2 separate regions of the Mus musculus genome follow, and region 1 is linked to region 2. Evidence: chromatin contacts called from public HiChIP or PLAC-seq data. All regions are on one chromosome and are shown on one strand. The core of a region is the stretch at or near the end of the contact, and the rest is flanking DNA. Distances in the headings are between cores, read along the strand shown. Region 1 has its middle 19 kb from the start of Ptgs2os2. Region 2 overlaps Pla2g4a (phospholipase A2, group IVA (cytosolic, calcium-dependent)).

What was found. HiChIP or PLAC-seq counts read pairs in DNA pulled down with a chosen protein or histone mark.
Region 1: a contact with region 2 is called in a CTCF HiChIP or PLAC-seq map of the NIH/3T3 cell line, with 7 read pairs. The contact joins two enhancer-like sites. A contact is called at or near these places in 1 of 15 datasets of contacts at CTCF or cohesin (the NIH/3T3 cell line), 5 of 484 Hi-C or Micro-C datasets (bone marrow-derived macrophages, cortical neurons and embryonic stem cells) and 2 of 115 datasets of contacts at active chromatin or transcription factors (a colorectal cancer cell line and pancreatic cancer cells).

Annotation. Positions count from the first base shown.
Region 1 is chr1:150,142,957-150,148,494 of GRCm38.p6, reverse strand. It overlaps the pseudogene Gm9687. Among named protein-coding and RNA genes, the nearest start is that of Ptgs2os2, 19 kb to the left of the region's middle. Within about 2 kb of position 3,269, at least 40 of the 459 cell types and tissues checked have an H3K27ac peak or open chromatin away from gene starts, as enhancers often do. A contact at or near this core is called in the NIH/3T3 cell line and pancreatic cancer cells, where this site is marked.
Region 2 is chr1:149,861,165-149,866,634 of GRCm38.p6, reverse strand. It overlaps Pla2g4a (phospholipase A2, group IVA (cytosolic, calcium-dependent)), which reads left to right. Exons shown (of 18, transcript NM_008869.4): 11 at 1,382-1,519; 12 at 1,632-1,724. Among named protein-coding and RNA genes, the nearest start is that of Pla2g4a, 97 kb to the left of the region's middle. Within about 2 kb of position 3,649, at least 67 of the 459 cell types and tissues checked have an H3K27ac peak or open chromatin away from gene starts, as enhancers often do. A contact at or near this core is called in the NIH/3T3 cell line and pancreatic cancer cells, where this site is marked.

The DNA.
Region 1 (5,538 bases), core at 2,020-4,519, 280 kb before region 2:
CTTATCTGCAAGTAGGAGGCAGAGAGCTAACAGGATGGAAGGGTCTTTTAAATCCTCAAAGACCATCCTCAGAATATACCTCCTCCTAAAAGGCCATGTTTTCTAATCCTTCCCAAACACCACCCATAAACCGGTGCCCGAGCATTCAAATACAGGGGCCTATGTATGGGGTGTTCTCACTCAAGCTCACAGGGATGGTGGGTAAAGGGGCCTGTGAGGACCTAAACCAGATTCCTCTAAGCCACCATGGAAGAAGAGAACCAACTCCTGAAAGTTGTCCTCCCTCCGTATGCATGTTGTCTTCAGGATTTTCCCCCTTCCTCTCCTTTTCCCTCTTCCTCCCTCTCCCTATCTCATCCCCTTTCCCTCTACCCCCACCTACTCCTCCTCTCTGTCTCTGTCTCTCTATGTTTATCTGTCTTCTCTCTCTCTCTCTCTCTCTCTCTCTCTCTCTCTCTCTCTCTCTCTCTCTCTCTCTCTCTCTCTCTCTCTCCCTCTCTCTCTCTCTCTCTCTCTCTCTCTCTCGCATACATACACATTATCATAAAAATTATGAGGGAGCCGGGCGTGGTGGTGCACTCCTTTAATCCCAGCACTTGGGAGGCAAAGGCAGGCAGATTTCTGAGTTCGAGGCCAGCCTGGTCTACAAAGTGAGTTCCAGGACAGCCAGGGTTATACAGAGAAACCCTGTCTCGAAAAAAAAAAAAAAAAACAAAAAACAAAAAAACAAAAACAAAAAAATTATGAGGGTACATGTGGCAAGCTCTCATCTCTTTTAGCTGGGCATAGAGGCATGCACCTGTAACGGCAGTACTAAGGAGGCTGAGGCTCCCGTAATTGCCAATTCAGTCTGGGTTATAGAGTTCCAAGCTAGCCTAGGCTGCAGGGTGAGATCCAGACCTACTGAAGACTCTCCATTTGAAATCTCTCTCCTGACATTTCTGTCTCAATCCCCAGAGGAGTGATTTTTCTCTATTCATACTTCTGGCTTCTCCTCAAAGAAAACAAAATCTTCAACTTGTTTGGCTAAGCTGTTTCATGGTTCCTCACTTTAACAAGCTTAGACTATGTGTCAATAACTGAGAGGGATGTGGGCGGAGGAGAGACAGAAAGACAGAGAAAGGGGGCGGGGCGGGGGGAGATGGGAGAAAAGAAGGGAATGAAAGTTTAAGAGGTTGTTGACTTGTGTAGGCTCATACTGCAATTAACTTCAAGCATATGAAAGAACTGGTAGCCTGCCATTTTAACTTACATATACATTGGTCTCAGAGAGCAAAATACGATACTCGTTACAAGAACTGAGCACTGAGTTTAGATTTTTCCAATGCCCAAGCTTTTCGCTGTTCTTGCTATGAAGAATTGGAAACAGGTACTTTTGGGAAGTGCATGTGGATGGAGGGAAGTGACAAGGAGTAAGATGATTGGAGGTGAACGTATCTTTATTACGACTGATGGACTGGAAAGACAGCTTAGCACATAACTCTTGGAGAGGACTCCATTTCAGCTCTACCCTTCCAGAGGATTCAGGTTTAACTAGCAGCACCCATGTCTCAGCTCTCTGGAATTCCAGATCTGTGGGACCCAATGCCTTCTTCTGGTCTCAGAGGACACCAGATATGCAGACACCCATGCAGGCAAAAATACTCATATACAAATTTTTTTCAATTACACAATAAAAGAAGAAAAGGCTGGTGTGAAAGCCATGTGCTGGATGGTGTGGAGGAGATGAGATAAGACACCGTAAACAAAGGGAGCAGAGAGAATATGAAAGCTTTAAGAGAAAACAAAACAAACAAAACCAAATGACCACCAAAAAGGCCACTGGCCACCTTTGTGAAGAATTCATTTCAGCTTTGCAAGGATTTTTTTTTTAAACATATAGAACAGTAAACACCTTTATTACACGAGCTCTGAAGGATGGCTTATTTGCCTTGGCAGGCTTTGATCTTCCAGATAGAACTCCATCTCCTTGTCTTCTCACACATACCCATCTGCTCTGCCACACTGGCCGGGTCTTGAGGCAACACAGGGGAGAAGCTCGCCCTGCTGGAACTGCTCCTCCAGGAGGCTGCTGATTTGGCATTCTTTTTCCTTTCGGTGTATTTCTTTTGAATTTTCTTTGATCGTTTTTTGTTTAAAATCTCTTCCTCCTCAGGAGTCAGCTTGGCCCCCTTCTTGCTGCCCAGGGGGAGTACATAGTGAGATTTGTACTGCTACCGGTACGGTGTACTGTCAGTACATACAATGCCATTCTTCACCAGGGCCTTGGTGCAGACAAGCTCATTATTGGATGCATTGTAGACAACATCGATGATCCTTGTTTTGCAAGTACAAAACTCAGAGCCCCAGGAAAAGTTCCCCACATCCAATCTCAGGGTACTTCTTAATGCCTACTCGAACTCAGACTGTGTGTATGTGGCAAGGGCCAGTCTTCATGTTGGCAGCAGGCCGTCCCAGCTCATCCTTCTGCTTCTTGTGGTGGAGTTTTCTCTTGCAGCGTTTGGGCCAGTTGTCCTGAGAGATGTCCATCTCTCTGCACTGGCTGAAAATAGAAAGCACAAAGCTTCATGGTCCCCTTTCAAAGATTTTTACTTTGTTGTGTAGTGCTTGGAGAGACAAAAGTCCCAAAACAACAAAAGCAAAGTTATCACATTATCGTTTTTTATTTATTCATTTCACATCCTGATCACAACCCCTCCCCTCCTCCCAGTCCCCTCCTCACACAGCTTCTCCCTTCTCATATTTTTATAATCAGATGTAAGCCATTTGGAACCCAATGCATGATGGATGCCTTCCAAAGACATCTTTAACCTCTATTGACCATGGCCTCTTACACAAATGACCAGTCTGATGAAAAACAACTCACACGGTAAAATTTACCATTCAACAAGACAGCGAATGGACCACCAGCCTCCTCAGATAGGGGCCCATACAGGAATTTGATGATGGCAAGACCAGATAAACCCTTCCTTTTGCCTGCCTCGAAGGAACTTCCAGCCTCTCAGCAGCATGGCTCCCTCTCTGGAAACTCTCCTCAGAAGCATGCAGGATGCTCCCTAGAACCACACTACAAGAAAATTCTCCTTGGCTGGTCATGCACTTCGTAGATTGCTTCACGACCTATATTACCAGCCTTCCCACAGAGCTCCACATATTCAGTGTGAGAACTGAACCCACACCATCCAGCACATGTCAGGCAAGCTCTCCATCTAGGGTTGTATCATTGAGCACCGTGCTCCCCAAACCGCCCCTTTTCAAGTATCATCAGGAGACAGACTCAAGAGTGACTCAGCTATTGTGCAATGGCAGTGATTCACGTCTCTTCGGTTTGCATTTCTCTGGGATGCGTTTTTTTCCAATCCTGTACCTAGACTGCCAACTGAATGGCAATGGCTCGCAAATCTTTGATTTGCCCCTATTGTTTTCTTGGTCACAGACACTTTTGCCTAAGAAAAAGGAAACTGGTTTATCTTGTTCAAGAAACATCTTAATACATAAAACATTGAACTTTTGTAGGCTTTCACCTACAAATTTGACCTTCCCTAAGTCTCTGAAATTCATCTATTATTATTGTAGAAGGAATTCATGTTCTCCTCCTTTGGCAGCTTCAACTTATTATCTGCCCCCTTCATCCTGTGCATTTAGCTCAGAGACATCTCTGCCCCTCAATTTCTATTGCCAATGTTTGACAGCACACTAATTTTTGCAATAGCCTTACCTATCTCATGTCTCTGTTTCAAAATAAACTCTTGAGTATGGCTGTGCAAATGCTTATAACTCCAGCATTGTGGGGGACAGAGCCAGAGAGATCACTGGGTCTTGTTAACCACCAGTCTACTTACTCAGTCCTGGCTCAATAGAAGAAAATGGAAATTGATAGAGCAGGATCCCTCCTGCAGCTTCTATACATGAGTCTAAGTACACATACATCACCTGTATATAACACACATGCCTATACACAAATAAAGTTTTCTCTTCAAATTAACTATCACTAAAACCTCCTTCAGAATCATTAATTTCCATCCCCCTACTATGATTTTGTGTATGTGTGTGTGTGTGTGTGTGTGTGTGTGTGTGTGTATGCATGGTGTGTGTGTATTTTAAGTCTCATCCTCCTTACAACTGCCATGGTATAAATTTAGAGTTTTTCTTTGTAATTTTTATGCAGAAAGATTTGTCAATTCCCCAACCATGCCAGTATGTGCTGGGTCTCCATGTGTGAATAGCTTCTCCCTCCCCTGTCTCACCTCACACACCCTGCTCATCCACCTGGTTCTCTTAGTCACGCTCACAGACAACTTTTCCACCTTCCCTGTGATTCCCTCCCTGATGACTGACTCTCTCCCTTTCTCTCCTTTCATAAAACTTTATCTGCATTGTAGTAAGTATGCTATTGTATAACCATTATCTGTCAAGTTGATTATATCTCATGAGGATAAATAATAGGAGCCTGAGCCAGTTCTATCTCCCATTTATAATAGGAAACTAGTTTAAAACTGTCTGATCATCTGTGATGATCAATTTTGATTATCAACTAGATAGAATTTATAATCACAGGAGGGAAAGATCTCACAGTAAGTCTATGGAGGATTGCCCAGTTGAGGTTAACCATGGATAGGCAGTCCATAGATTGGGCACTGAACTGAATAAAGAGGATAAAGTGAACCGAGTATAACTTCCCCTTCTTCTGCTTTCTGACTATGGATGTGCTTTAAGCAGCAGCTTCAAGTTCCTCACCATGGTGAACTGTACCCTCAAACTGTGAATCAAAATAAAGCCTTCCTTCCTTAAGTTGTTGTGGTCAGGTACTTTTTTATAGCAAAAAGACAAGGAACTAAGATAGTTCTCAGTGGACCTACTGACCTATCATTATGTCATGGACCTCATTTATAGAAGAACCTATATTCTGTATTGTTAATTCTATACATTTGGGAAAGTTTATACTAAATGGCTCTGTAGACAATAGTAATAAATATACCCTTTGGTGGCAATGTTGATAATGGTGGAGGTTAGACAATGTACCTATGAAATATTTCCTTACCTTTCTTCAACTGTGCTGCATATATGAGAACATTTCTTTTTCCTGATATAGGGTTTTATTGTCGTCCAAGCTGACTTTGAACTCAATATGTAGTTAATGATGGCCTTAAACTTTTGATTCTCATCCCTGTACCTCCCTAGTGCTGTGGTTATAAGACATGTGTGATTATGCCAAGTATATGTGGTGCTAGAGATCCAACTCAGGGCTTCATACACATTAGCCAAGCACTCTACCAATTCTGTTGTATCCCCAGATCCCCAGCCAATAAAAACACTTGGAACAGAGACTGAAGGAAAGGCCATCCAGAGACTGCTCCACCTGGGGATCCATCCCACATGCAGACACCAAACCCAGACACTATTGCAGATGCCAAAAAGTTCTTGCTGACAGGAGCCTGATATTGCTGTCTCCTGAGAGGCTCTGCCAGATCCTGATCAATACAGATGCAGATGCTCACAGCCAACCATCGGACTAAGTGCAGGGACCCCAATGGAGGA
Region 2 (5,470 bases), core at 2,400-4,899:
GTCAGGATTGAAAGAAGCCATGTAATTGCAGAAGGGAACAGTGAGTAGAGGACCCTGTGGAAACGGCCTTGATTTCCAAGGAATAGCAAGAGAGTTTGCATGATTAGGGTGTGTGATGGCAGAGTTGATGGGAGACTGCTCAAACTGGGCAGATGGAGAGTAGGCTGCCTTTCAATTCAGAGCCTAAGAAGGCAGCCTTAGAAGGCTTTCAATTGGTATCAGTGTTCTGTGATTTCTATTTTCCTATGTTTATTTTGAAACTAGTAGGTGGGAATCAGAATGGGGGATGCTGAGGGAAAGAAGAGGGTTGAGACATTTTAGGAAGTCACCATGGAGATCCAGGGAGAGGGCGGAGCACTCTGTGTAGTGTGGTGATGGTTTCTGTGGTGATGATGCTATATGGAAGCATGTCTGATGATCGACCCTATAGCACTTGAGTTTTCAGATGTGAACTATTATGTCAAGGGAGGCAGTCACAAAAGATGTTAAAGTAAGATTAATGCTGTGAACAGTGGTGCTAAGAAGGGAAGCCAAAAGGAACAGTACGTATAGCAAGCAAGAGTCAGATCCCAGACATTCTCACTAAAGTGAAGATCACGATTAGACACAGTGATGCCATAGGCAGACCACAAATATTGCAATGGCTGCTATTAACTGAGCTATTGAGATGTGTCATGGCTTTCCCGATGCTTCCTACATTTCTTAGCTCACTGGGGCTTTAATCTTACAAACCATCTACTGACTTTATTCATGCTAAGATTAGGGCATTAAGACCGGAGGAGATAGTTGATTTAGTCAGATGAGCACAGTTAGCGAGCCCCAGCTTAGGGATGGATCCCAGACTGTCTGGCTCCACTGCTTCTGTTGGGCAGTGTACCTTCCTATTCCGGGCTTGGTGTATTGCTAAGAAATCAGAATCACAATTTGGCATTATGGTTGGGACTTTAGAACAAATGACTAACAGAATAAAAGTTGAATAAAGGTACTGAAAATTCTTCCCCATTTTGTTAGAGGTTTGATTTACTATAAGGAGTTTGATTTCTTTAGTCTCCTTAATGGATTTTATGCCCGAGTTAGACTTCTTCACTCAGTTTTACAGTCTTAAATTTAAGATGGGCTATGCAAAAGAAGTCTGAATTTTTAAATAGAAAAAGATATTCACTTTGTGCCGATTAGAAGGGAACTTTTATATTGTCTTTTTCATCTGTTTTTCTTCCTCAATCACTAAAGAGTGTCATAAGGATTGTTTTTTTTTTAAACTAGCTTAAATAAGTGAAATTAATCATGGTTCTGTTAAAGCCACTATTAACTATGTGTGACTATATATGTCAGTATGTCATTTTTCTATTAATGAAGTGTCTTGTTTCTAAAATGCTTCTAGATTGGGTGGAATTTAGTCCATATGAGATTGGCATGGCAAAATATGGTACCTTTATGGCTCCTGACCTATTTGGAAGCAAGTTTTTTATGGGAACAGTTGTAAAAAAATATGAAGAAAACCCCTTGCATTTCTTGATGGGTGAGTGATCAAACCCTCTCCCTCTCTCCCTCTCTCCCTCTCTCCCTCTCTCTTTCTCAACTAACTTAAATTTGAATGCATTTGAAGTTACTGTTTTTCTCTTTTATTCTAGGTGTCTGGGGCAGTGCCTTTTCTATACTGTTCAACAGAGTTTTGGGAGTTTCTGGCTCACAGAATAAAGGCTCTACAATGGAAGAGGAATTAGGTATTGTAAAAGGCTTCGGATGATGAAAAGCTACACTGATAATTAACTATACTGATAAACGACTCACATATATGTGGAGAACATTAAATCTTCATAAGGATTTAATTCTGAATTCATCAGTAACTTGGTTGAAACAATTTAAGTGTTTCCTAAAAATCATGTCCAAATTATTGAAGCACTGTTAATGGCATTTCAGTTGTGAAATTTACAAAGATTACTCGTTGTTCCTAAGAAGAGCTTTACATCTGGCATTCGTTTCTAGCTTATCAGATGATTCTAGTACACACTACAAAAGCAAGAACAAAAAGCAGATAAATTAAGTCATGTCTTGTAAGCTAAAACTAATGGTTTTCTTTAAATCAAACATCCTATAATAATTCAAAAATGAGTGTTCCAAATCTTTAAAAAATAGACAACCTCTATGGAGAACTAGTGGATTATATTCATTATTAAAATAGAACTCTAGAAATATGTTTTTCTGGATGAATAAATTTGACTTTAAAAAGTGGTGCATATCATCATGATTTGCCCAGAGGTTTGAGGTCTATGCCCAGTAAGCACTATGTTTTGATGGACTGTGGAGTTCAATGCTGAATTAGAGATTTTGGGACAAGGATGTGGTTCCGTTTATAGAGCACTCCATAGTCTGCAACATCCTGCATTTGATCCCCAGGAACATGAACCATGGCATGGGGCACAAGTCAGAGAACTCCTCAGGACACATGAAATCCTGTTTCAGAAAGAAAACAAATAAGAATAATGAATGAGTGAATTTGGAGCCAATGTATCAGGGATCAGGGCTACCAGTCAATTACATCTTCCCCGCCCTCCTGTTCATGAAATATCTCTGGTCTGTTTGGAGAACACAGGATACAAAAAATGATATTTTAAAAATAATCAATTCATTTTAAAAAATGTATTTATGTAAAATGTTTATTTGCTTTCCCCGTCCCCCCCCCCCCCACCACCACCAATATGTGACCTTCAGCAATCATGGGCAATGGCTATCGACATAATGAAGCTTTATGCAGAAGAGACTCTAATTGTAACATGGCGTGGAGTACCATACATGTCCTTCTGAGTAGTAGTACTGTTTCTCCTCCTGAGAGGTTTTCTTTCTCTTGTTGATAGTTATATATAGCATGCAAAGATTCATTAGTCTATTCTTTAAGAGTTCCATTTGTTCATTTGGATCATTCCTAAGTAAGTACTGGGAAAGTGATTGTACCTTTTCATTAGGACCAACTATTTCTAAATACACATTAAATCAAGCAGAAAGGGCAGTTATAGTTGGTAGTACTTGGTCCATCCAAGCATCACTAAGTTAGGGGGCCGGCAAAGTGGGTAGTATCTGGAGCCAGAGGTGATCTTTAATAGAGTCACTATTTCTTCATGGTTAAAATATAATCAAAGTGTATAAAGATGAAGAAGGTCTGGGAGGCAGCCTCAGTGGTTGATAACTTATCTGGCATGTGCAGGGCCCTAGATTTGATCCCCAACATTATACCACCACCAACAGCAAATCGGGGTTCCCCACCAGAAGATTGTAAGATGACACCTTTAATCTGAGCTTTATAAGAAGATCTAGGTTAGCCTGAGCTAAAGTGTAGGGGTGAGGTAATCCTGCTTGGTTTATTTTAGTGGCATCCCTGGTAGATGACCTGTTCAACTTTAGTTTTGTGGAAACCACTGAGTCTTTTCTGAATCACACAAGTCTTTTCTGAACTACGTGAAGGTTTTTAAAAAGAGAAAGGAAAGCAGAGAGGGAGCCCACGCGGGTGGCCTGCTTCCTGTGTTCCTTCTCTGCTGAATAATCCTGATAACTCAGGTTAATTATTATTTTTTTCCTCCTAAGGCAGGAAGAGAATAGGGCTGAAATTACACATCAGAAGGTGGGCGAGACAATGGCTGCAGGCCAAGGAAAAGGAAGATGTTTACAGCGCACAGTGCTGAGAAATCTCTGTGGAGAAGTCCCCTCGGGGCCAGCAGTCTGGCCACTGGCTGTTTTGTGTCAGACTGAGGGCAGTGGATATTGTGTTCTTGGGCTCCACTGGTCAGCAGGAGGCATGTTAGCTCAGATTATGTAAGGGTTTCCAGAAATGAAACTGAAGAGGTGACTGAGGGTTCTCGAGACTTCTGGGGACTGCTTCATCCTTTGACTAAGTGGGGTCTCTCTTTTTAAGGGGCACCCAGAGGGGACTTGTTTGCCTGTTTGTTTGTCTGTTTGTTTATTTTTTACTCTATTACCTTAGTGAAGATTTTAAGGTGAACTGGAACCCTGATTAAATAACTTTAAATGAAATAATTTACTTGCTCAAAGAGTTGTTTGATGTGGGAAATTTTACTACTAAAGTGAGCTATGTAAAGATACCAGAGATGAGTTCAGATAAATCCAGTCAAGCTCTAAAAACATCCTTATAAAGAAAACAGTGCCATTTTCTTAAATTCGCTTACTAAATGCAGCCAAAGTAGGACATACCAAAGCCATAGAGACAGACAGGAGAAAATGTCTAAGGAAAGAAAAGTGCAGATAGCAAGCAGCAGAGCAACCCAAAGTGTATGACAACTGGGGTGTGTCTTTTTTACTACCCGCCTCTGCTGTGGAACAGAATTACTGCTGTCACAGTTATAATAGGAAAAGAAAAAAATCACATTTTGAGTATTTTATTTTGTTGAATTTTGTAGTTATAACTAATGCCAGTAAAAGTGAAATTTAACCTCTCAGGAATTTACTAACCTTTTCATTATGTAACTGTCCATGCATCTGCTATTTATGTGAGCTTAACAAATATAAAGAGAGAAATATGGGGAGCTGCATGCCACACCCCTTGGTTTTTTTTTTTTTTTTGAGCTTGCGTTTTCCCAAGTGGTTCTTGTGAGTAAAATTGCTAAATTTGGATCTAGTGTATTGAAATTGAATAAAAAAATATAGTCTTTTCTATTTGCTAGCAAAGAAAAAGAAAAAGTCACTACGAAGCATAGTTCACATGAACCAGCAGAAAGTCTGATTTTTCTGCAAATATTAATCACAAGAATAGTTGTCAGGTTTCACAAATTAGATGCATTTCCCCTGGGAAAAGGATGGTGAAATGTTAGACCAGCTTTTACCACTATGTTGATATTAAGGCTATGTAGTGCTTCTTAGCTTTCATGGCTGGTCTTAGTATGCTTTGAAAAGAAAAAAAAAGACAAATTATTCACATACTGGAAACCGACAGATGGTTTTCAGTGTTGGCAAAAAAAATCAGAAGTTAAATAAAGTGAGTACTTGTTCTCCATGTTCTGGAGACTGTTTAGTAAGTAGATCATTTGTAGATCTGGTTTTGTCCTTTATTCTCTTTCATAAACACTATTTAAAAATATAATCAAGCAGTTATTAAAGTTACAATGAACTCATAAAAGCCCTTTCCTTAAAACTAGGAATTGATAAATTTACATTAATTTTGTTTACTGGGATATTATTTCACTCAGTGATACATTTTTTTTTAAATTAGCGAATCTGGTAAGTGTCCACTTACAACACTAAGGCTAAAGTTCCAGGGAGACACAGTAGTCCTCCTCCTGTAGTTTTGCTCTGATCACTTCTCCACAGTTAAAAAGGAATGCGACCACCACATAGCTCTGGTTGGCTTGGAACTGGCCTTGAACCCGGAGAGTTCTGCCTGCCCCCACCTCCTGCGAGCTGGAATTAAAGACTTGCACCAATACTCCCTCGTCTGCCCCGTAAATTTAGTTGTGAATCTGAT